Linked DNA regions of Mus musculus: region 1 is linked to region 2. The links are chromatin contacts, called in public promoter capture Hi-C maps. All regions are on one chromosome and are shown on one strand. The core of a region is the stretch at or near the end of the contact, and the rest is flanking DNA. Distances in the headings are between cores, read along the strand shown.

Evidence for each region. Promoter capture Hi-C pulls out the DNA fragments that hold promoters and counts their contacts.
Region 1: a promoter capture Hi-C map of the C10 cell line shows a contact between it and region 2, with 3 times the contacts expected there. The contact joins the enhancer-like site here to the promoter of Tekt2 in region 2. A contact is called at or near these places in 16 of 39 promoter capture datasets (the 3T3-L1 cell line, the C10 cell line, the HPC-7 cell line and 8 more), 3 of 15 datasets of contacts at CTCF or cohesin (embryonic stem cells and pro-B cells), 42 of 484 Hi-C or Micro-C datasets (B cells, the G1E-ER4 cell line, the HPC-7 cell line and 8 more), 15 of 115 datasets of contacts at active chromatin or transcription factors (astrocytes, bone marrow-derived macrophages, embryonic stem cells and 2 more) and 3 of 9 other capture datasets (embryonic stem cells, liver and pancreatic islet).

Annotation. Positions count from the first base shown.
Region 1 is chr4:126,510,475-126,515,000 of GRCm38.p6, forward strand. It overlaps Ago4 (argonaute RISC catalytic subunit 4), which reads right to left. Exons shown (of 18, transcript NM_153177.3): 8 at 2,046-2,193; 9 at 1,525-1,644; 10 at 1,252-1,380; 11 at 926-1,059. Among named protein-coding and RNA genes, the nearest start is that of Ago4, 21 kb to the right of the region's middle. Within about 2 kb of position 1,312, at least 8 of the 459 cell types and tissues checked have an H3K27ac peak or open chromatin away from gene starts, as enhancers often do.
Region 2 is chr4:126,323,475-126,328,064 of GRCm38.p6, forward strand. It overlaps Tekt2 (tektin 2), which reads right to left and starts at 2,214. Exons shown (of 11, transcript NM_001357262.1): 1 at 2,171-2,214; 2 at 1,660-1,729; 3 at 1,329-1,534; 4 at 1,120-1,245; 5 at 756-961; 6 at 165-308. The coding sequence starts at 1,484. It also overlaps a transcript of Ago3 not described here.

The DNA of each region.
Region 1 (4,526 bases), core at 62-2,561, 190 kb after region 2:
ATCAGTAATTCAGAGCTTAAGAAAAAAAGAGGGTCCCAGTTTCGGGTAACGCATATTTTGATAAGGCTGGTAAAGGCAGAGTAGGTGAGCTTGTGTTCAACTCTGAACATGTAAACATGATTTCATATTCAAGTCTGGATATTTAGAATTAGAAACAAACTTGTAAGACAGATTTGGTTCAAGAAACCAACAATTTGTTTTTCATTTTGAAGTTTAAATTTTGGGTTTAAGAAATTACTTAAATCTATACATAAATCAGGTTCTCACTATTTAGTCTTAGCTGGCCTGAAATTTGCTATGTAGACTAAGTTGGCCTTAAACTTGCAGAGTCCCATCTGCCTCTGCCTCCCTAGTGCTGGGATTAAAGGTGTGAACCACCAGACTTATTATCAAAGTAACTGCTTTTGTACATTTGCCAATGTCCTTCTTCTAGGGCTCCTTGGCTTCACCCCAGTTCTGTTTCTCTGTTTTTTTTTACCCTTCTCATGGACTTACTTCCTTACACAGAAGGTGTATCTGTAAGAGGTGACATAACTCTGAGGCAGTTTTCCTGCAGCAAAGCAAGCTCACCTAGTGAGTTATAATTGCCAAAAATAAGCTAGTTCTCATTTTTACTGGGAAAGGTGCGATGCCCGTGGAAAGGTTCTCCTAAGAATAGCAGAGTTTTCCAAATAGCATTGCTCCTACTCTGTCTATTTCACAGCTTCTGGTGAATCTCGTCACCAGGTCCTACTTGAAATATGTAGACGCTGAGTCAGACTCTCAAAGAATTCTCAGTTTACAATACAGTGAGTGCAGGGTCTTTGCTGTAGAGCTGGAAGACATAACTGTGGGCATCAGGGGTTGGTGCCAGTGTACCCAGACACAGAAAGATGGTATTTCATATCTAGAAGGAGTATTACTGAGCTAAAAACGGGATACTCACTTTAGCAAATCTTCCCTACATTGTTTCTGAGGCGCAAAACAAGCCACTGCCCATACTTTAATTTCAATGCCAGCATAAAACTGTTTTCCTCGCATGTCCCAGACACCCTGGCTGGGTGTGGCTACTGTTTTATTCTTTAAAAACAGAAAACAAAAAAAAGAAACAAAAGAAAAGAGAAAAGATATTACAATCTAAGACCATTTTTATGTTGAAGGGGGACAAACAAAACTTTATTTGGTACAGTAGAAGTCAGAAGCAATAGAGAGCACTGACTACAGGTAAATTCAAAGGTGCATTTATTTTTGATTGGTGCGGAAGCGGCTTACCCGGCCTCCATACTGCAGCATTGGAGCCGGAAGCACCCTGCCTGTGAGCTCTGTCATCTCGTTGTGCACAACAATCCCAAATTCCTTCAGGTATGGGTCAGGTCCACCCACCATGCTGTTGCTCTTCACCTAAGGAATGGAAAGCCTGCATCTATAAGAGCTGACAGGAACTGTGTCCCCTCCAGAGCTGTTTATTCTTTTTTAGGTTTTGTTTTGTTTTGTTTTGTTTTTTCAGCTCACAGATGGCTAATGTTGAAGACACGCCTTACTGACCAGTCTACTGATTTCCTCCTGTCTGTCAGGAGCAGATCTTGCCGTGGCTTTGATCATGGTGGATGTCTGATTGTCTGTGAGCTTCTTTATACATCTCTGTCCTGCCACTATATTACAGACCTGCAAAGAGACAAAGAGAAGCTAGGTTTCATAGAAATGGGCTTCTATACATGAAGTCTTTGTCTATTTCCAGGAACAAATAGTTATATAATAAATTTATACGCACAAGATTCTTCAAAAAGACTAAACTCTGCCTCAAGTTTATAACACCTTGTTTGTTTGTTTGTTTGTTTGTTTGTTTTTAAAGACAGGCTTTCTCTGTGTGACCCTGGCTATCCTGGAACTCACTTTATAGACCAGGCTGGCCTCGAATTCACAGAGATCCAGCAGCTTCTGCCTCCTGAGGGCTGGGATTAATTAAAGGCGTGCAACCAGACCCACCCAGTCCGAGTGCTTAGAGGTTAGGTAAGAATGTCATTTGGCTCACCTCGAGTGGCAGGTAAGAATGTCACTTGGCTTACCTCAAGTGGTAGGTAGGTATGCTTTTGCTCTTGCCCCACTTGAAGGCAGGGAAGGTGGGGGTGTTTCAGCTGCAGACTATACTTCTGCTTAAAATACTGAGCCACTGTACATTCCATAGCTTGGCCATTCTCTAGCTGCAAAGGGAAGCTAGAAGAAAGAACGTTGATTTAAAACTTTTACTTCTTTAACAAGTAAGCAAAGCCTACTAACATTTTCTATGTTGGCTAGTCACTAAAGAAACAATGGCCAAGGGCTGAGGCTGTGGCTCAGTGGGTAGAAAGCTTGTTTAACATGCACAGAGCCATGTGTTTGCTCAGCAGCCCTCCATAAGCCACTTAACTAAACACAGTGGTACATGCCTATAGTTCAGCCCTTAGGTGATGTAGGCAGGAGAGCCAAGAGTTCACTGTCATCCTCACTTACATAGGAAGCTGTAGGCCAGCCTGGACTACATAAGACTCTCAAAAAGGGCTTGGGGGAGGCAGCAAGATAGCTCATTAGGTGAAGGTTCTTGCTACCAAGACTGACAAGTGTGTGTGTGAGGCGGAGGTGGGGGGAGAGAAGGGGGAGAGAGAAAGAGAATGCAAACAATGAAAGATAGGACAATGGTCAGGGCTAGGGGCCAAGCACAGTGAAGGGTGTATGTGCAGGATGCATAAAGCCTTCTGTTCAATCCCCAGCACCACCACCAAAACAACCTGAAAGTACCTTCCGTGAGTACCTTCCGTGAGTACTTTCAGTGAGTACCTTCCGTGAGTACTTTCAGTGAGTACCTTCCGTGAGTACTTTCAGTGAGTACTTTCCATGAGTACTTTCAGTGAGTATTCTCAGTGAGTACCTTCCGTGAGTACTTTCAGTGAGTACTTTCCATGAGTACTTTCAGTGAGTATTCTCAGTGAGTACCTTCCGTGAGTACTTTCAGTGAGTACTTTCCATGAGTACTTTCAGTGAGTATTCTCAGTGAGTACCTTCCGTGAGTACTTTCAGTGAGTACTTTCCATGAGTACTTTCAGTGAGTATTCTCAGTGAGTACTTTCCGTGAGTACTTTCAGTGAGTACTTTCAGTGAGTACTTTCCGTGAGTACTCTCCGTGAGTACTTTCAGTGAGTACTTTCAGTGAAGTCATTTTAGTATTATACCAGAACAAGTCCAATGAAATTTCAATTTTTGTTGAAGCTGAGAAAAAAAACCAACCAAACAAACCTTTTAATTCAAAAAAAAATTTTTTTTTTTCACAGAAGATCTAGGTCTGGTGGCTCACACCCGAAACCCTAAGCACTCAAGAGAATGAGGCAAGAGAACCACCTCATGTTTGAGGCCAGGCTGAAATATTTACGCCCACTGTGTGCACGCCGTTGCCTCAGAGGTCAGCAGAGGCCCACGGATCCCTTGGAACTTGAGTTATGGCCAGCTGGGAGCTGCCCTGTGGGTGCTAGGAACTGTATCCTGATTTTCCACAAGAATAACAAGTTCTAACCACTGGGCCCTCTCTTCAACCTATCTTGCTGGCTAGTGCGATGTATACTTGGAGTCATGCACATAATTTTATTTGCTCAAGATAAACTTTTTCTAAATGAATGACTATAGTTACTGAGGCCACATTTTTAGACCTCGAAGATTTGAGATTCCTAGCCAAGGCAAATTATGTAGTTTGGAGGCAACAAGACTAAATACACAGGTTAGGAAGATAGATTAAGAGGTATAAAATAAAATAAAATAAAATAAAATAAAATCCCTCACTTTACAAGCCCTATATCCTGAGTTCAATCCCTGGATCATATGGTAGAAAGAGAGTAGCAACTCCTAAAATTTGTCCTCCAACTTCCACATATATGCTATGGCATGCTGGTGTGTGTGAATGCACACACACACACACACACAAAGAGAGAGAGAAACAGAGACAGAGAGAGACAGGGACAGAGAGAGAGACACACACACAGAGAAACAGGGACAGAAAGAGAGAGACAGAAAGAGACAGCAAGGAGAGAGAGAGGGGCAGGGGTGAGAGAGAAGAAGAGGGAGAAGAAAAGAGAGAGAAAACCATGGACACAAAGTTATAACAAGAAAAGAATTCCTGAATAACCCAACTCATGTAAGATTGATATGTATTTAAACACTGTTTATTTAGGAGAGCCAAAAGCCAATCTTTCATGTCAGACAAAAGGTTAGTGATCCCGAGGACAGGAATGCATTTGCCACGTGCAGTAAGTGCATGGGCACTTCCATGCTCACTCTCACTCAGGCACAGAACTCGATGCACCACACATTGTGTGATTAGAAAAGCAAGATTGAGTAAGAGGGAAAGAACACACTGCTAGAGACAGGCACTAATAGCTGAGAGCAACATGGAGCTATAAAGGAAGGGAGGACAACTACACAAATATTCAAAGCAGTATCTGTCTTCCAATGAAGGCCTGTATGATGGCTAGACCCTAGTAGAGTCATCCTGTACTGAAAATTACAACAGTATAGTAATTGAT
Region 2 (4,590 bases), core at 964-3,463:
TGGAGGCAAGCAAACAATGGGGGTCACTGGGGCACACAAGGAAACGATGGGGTCACAGGGACACACAAGGAAACAATGGGGTCCTAGGGACACACAAGGAAACAATGGAGGTCACAGGGACACACAAGGCACACAGAAAGGACTGACTGAAACACTGGTCTTACTCTTTGGGGATGCGTGTGGGGTTGACTTTCAGAGAGATGTTTGGGGAAGTGAGGTTGAGAGAGAGGCAGCCCCTGTCGATCTCCAGTGTCTCCATTTTGTCCCGGTGGTCAGAGTTGAGTTGCTGCCGAATTTCCTGCAGGAGACTGGAGAAGGAGAAGACACTGGAGCCATGGCTCCCAAGGACCAGGACGCGAGCCTCACTGGACTGCAGGGATACTGAAGGTTTGTGGTATGTGTGTGTGCGCGCATGCTTGTGTGTGTGTGTGTGTGTCTGTGTGTGATGCATGTGCTGCTGCATCTAAGACAGAACAGCCTTATGAGTGTCCCTCAGAGTGTACCTCAGTCACAGGTATGTGACTTCACATGCACGCATGAACATTTACAATAAGGGGGCCAAGATCAATGGTGGAACTTTCAGCCGCGGAACAAAGGCTGCCTAGGTTCCTGACAATGAGTAGGCCTTGGAAAGCAAGTCCTAAATGACCAATATCTCCTGCCAGAAGGCTGTGAGGGACAGAAAGTATCATCCAGCAAGTCCCATGATGCCCCCGGGTGCATGTGAGTGTGCTCCGGTCGCCCCCCCGCCTCACCAGAGGTGCTGGAAGGCCTGGCTGATCTTCTCCTGTAGGACCTTCTTGGTGGCTTCAATGACTTCCACCTCTTTCAGCAGCTCTTCCTCCACAGGGTCCCTCACCACATCAATGTCTCGCCGGCTCTCTCGCAGAGTCAGGCACTCGATGGCCACATCCAGGGGCAGGTTCTTGGCCTGCAGGTTTTGCTCCGCCGATTCTTTGGCCTAGAAAGGAAGAGCACGGGGATTGGTGGGGCCATGCTCAGTGGGAGAGCGCGCCCATCCTCACCTCAGCAGAGGGAATGGTGTCCAGATCTGAAAATGGGGTAGGAGGGATAGGCCTTGCCATCAGAGCCTGCGGATGCCCAGCCCTGGCTCCCTGCCTGTGCCAAGCTATCGATCTCAGCATCTAAATCTGTCAGACACTTGTCCAGCGTCTCCTTCCACCGGTTGACAGTGTCGATCCTCTCAGCCAGGCGGGTCCTATTGTCATGTTCATCCCATACAATCTGGAAGAGACAGAACCAAATAAAATGAATGTCTGTGGTTAAGGGCTCTCCCATGGCCCATGGACCTTAGCGGGTCCACAAACCTGATTGTTTGTCTCATTGCGAAGGATCCGGGCCTCCTGGCGGATTTGGTGGGAAGCATCTCGCTGCCGCTCTGCATTGGTGGACAATAGGTAGCTGTTGGTGCGCCAGTCGGAGAGCCGGTAGCGTTCGCTGGGCTTGAAACTTAGTGTCGCCATGGCTAAGGAGACGAAGGTCTGAACCCCTTAGGCCTGTTCCAGATCGCCACCTGCAGAAGAATAGAAAACCCGCCTTTTCTGGATCCCCTCTCCCCAAACCTTGGCCTCTTGGCTCTAAGCCCTTTCCCGCAGAGTCTGCTGGGAAGGTTTCCAACTCAGCCCCCCTCCAACTCACCTCCTGTGAGGTATTAGCAATCAAGCTGTATTTCCTCAGTGGTCTGTCTTCAGGCACAAAGCCCTGGAGCCTGCAGATGCAAGGATGCTCGTAAAGGAAAGGATAAAGTGTGTGTGTGTGTTTGTGTGTGTGTGACTTACTGAAGGGATGGCAGGGAACATACCCCTTAATCCAGTTTCCACCCCTACTTCCAACAATCACCCCTTCTCAGGCTGTGGGCCAGGCCCACGGGGGATCCGGGAGAAGAAACCTTGTTTCCTTTCCAGGGTGGACTGGGCGCCACACCCAGGCTTTAACCAGCTATCTGGGTAGGGAGGGAGGCTGGGTCCCTTGCCCCGCCTGGTATGGAGGAGGGCTGGCCGCCTGGTAGGAGGAGCTGGAGTCAGAATTTAGTGTCCAACAGTATCCTTCCTGCGCACAGGCTCCAACTTTGGGGTTTCAGTCAATACCCGGGCCTGAAAACTGGGTTAGGAGGTCCGCCGCGGCTGCTCTGCTCGCCGCATCCCCTCACCTGGTTTCCCCTCACGCCCTCAGGGCCCAGGTCTGAGAACTCCTGTTGTTTGCGGCTCTGGTTGCCGAGCAACCGCCCCCTCCTCGCGTGGTCACCTGTGCCCCTGCGCTGTCACCTGGGCCTCAGCTTAGCCAGGCAACCGCGCAGCTGCGGATCTAGGAACTGAACATTTTAGTTTTGATCAACGGTTTACACTGACAAGTTTTAAAAGTCTGGATAGTTCATAGGAACAGTAAAGGCTTCGTTTTCAGGCTCGCTTTCTTTCCGGGGTCTCCTTCCAGAAATAGGTGGTGTAACAAAAAAATATATCTTGGACACACATCTAAAACATATATATATATATATATATATATATATTCCTTTGATTTTGTTTTGCCCAACAATTTTACCATTGTTTGAAGTCGTACAAAAAACAGCATTCCTTTTATAGACAACATAAGATAAGCCTGGAAAAGAAAAAGGGTTGACCTCAGTGAACTGTGCCTTGGACCCAGTGGGCCTCGCTTGCCGAGCCTGACACATCACCTCAGCAAAAGCTGAGCGTCCTGGTTGGTGCACAGTTGTAATTCCAGCAGGGACCAACAGGCAGCGTGTGTTATTCCTTCCAACGTAAAGAAGTGTAAAAATAGAGGTGTATGGACTTGGTAGGCAAGTGGAGGGTGGGGCTGCCTTCTAAGAAGTGGGAGGTGCTTGCTTGTAGGGGGATCCATCCTGCTGGCTAGTTTCTAAGCCCAGGAAAAGTAGAACAGATTTAAAACAAACAAACAAACAAACAAAAACAAACAACAAAATCCCAGATTCCCCACTATGTAACCCAGGCTGGCCTCAACCCAAATCCTCCTTCCTCCGCCTCCTGGGTGCTGAGATTACAGGTGTGAGCTACCACAGGCTCTTTTGTAGACTCTGATATACAGCTCATAAATGGGACACAAGCAGGAGTTGTTTGTTTGTTTATAGACAATTTGTGTAGCTCTGACTGTCCTGGAACTCACTCTATAGACCAGGCTGGCCTCAAACTCACAGAGATCCACCTGCCTCTGTCTCACAAGTGCTGGGATTAAAAGCCTGTGCCATCACCACCCAGCTGTGAATAGGAAGTTTTTTTTGTTTTTTTTTTAAATGATTTTTTAAAAAAAGGTTTATTTATTTATTGTATGTGAGTACACTGTAGCTGTCTTCAGACACCAGAAGAGGGCATCTGATCCTACTACAGAGTTTGTGATGGATGATGGAGCTTTTTTTTTTTTTCCCTGAGACAGGGTTTCTCTGTGTAGCCCTGGCTGTCCTGGAACTCACTTTGTAGACCAGGCTGGCCTCGAACTCAGAAATCCACCTGCCTCTGCCTCCCAAGTGCTGATATTAAAGGCGTGCACCACCACACCCAGCATGATGGAGCTTTTAAAATAAGTATTACAATAGACAGACAAATTAATTGCTGGAGGAAATGATGGATCTTTAAATTAATTGGTTAATTAATTTGGGGGGTATTAGGGGCAGAACCTAGGGCTTCATAAAATCAGAGCATGTGTTCCACTACTGAGCTATGTGCCCAGCCTTAACTCTGAGCTTGCTTATTTGGAAACTCTTTATGACAGAAATAAATAAACGCACATGATGGCGCTGGGGTGGCTTCAGCAAAAACCCATGAATGGTGAGGTAGCCCTGCTTTTCACAGCTCCTGGGGTTCCCACACATCCTGCCCAAGGGAAGAAACTGTTGCCAGAGTTCAGTCAACTGATGGGTTAGCCAGGAAGAAAGGCGTGAGAGGGATTAGTGAGAGGTCGGAAGTGTATCTCAGTAGCAAAGTATTGCCTCGCCTTAACAGGCGCACATACATGGTATGTATGAACGTTAGAAGAATGAGTGATATCCTGTACTGTCACTTTGTGTTAGCAATGCCAGGCAACTGGTATCGTACCCTTCCTGTGATGTTCACCACTTTCAGTGAGCTCAGCTCCTGTGTGGTGTCTGAACACGCCGTCGAAGATTTTCCAACATTGGCGAGTTCCTGGCACATGCTTGCCCATTCAGCAGCCAGCTCTTTATTTGTTATGGTACAGTCTAATGAAAGCCCTGAGGTCTTGTGAATTCCTTTAGTTGCAAAATTCTCCCACTTTTCTGCTGGAAGGGGATTTCACACCAGATGGCATTTATCATCTGAAAAGGAAAGGAGACCAGCATAAAAGGAAGAGCCAAGCGAATGCTCATCCGGGGACAACAAATGGCAACGTGGCTTTACCTTGGGATCTCCTCACTAGGTGTGTACTCATGTGGGATAGGAAATTTATTTTGTGTGATGGTTTTGTTTCTTTATCTTGGAGTCAAGGTAGTCCTGTGAAGCACATATTGCTGTGATCTCAGGCCGGACTCTTCCTGGCTCCTGTACCTTGTGATCTCCTTTGAAAGACTTGACACTCCGG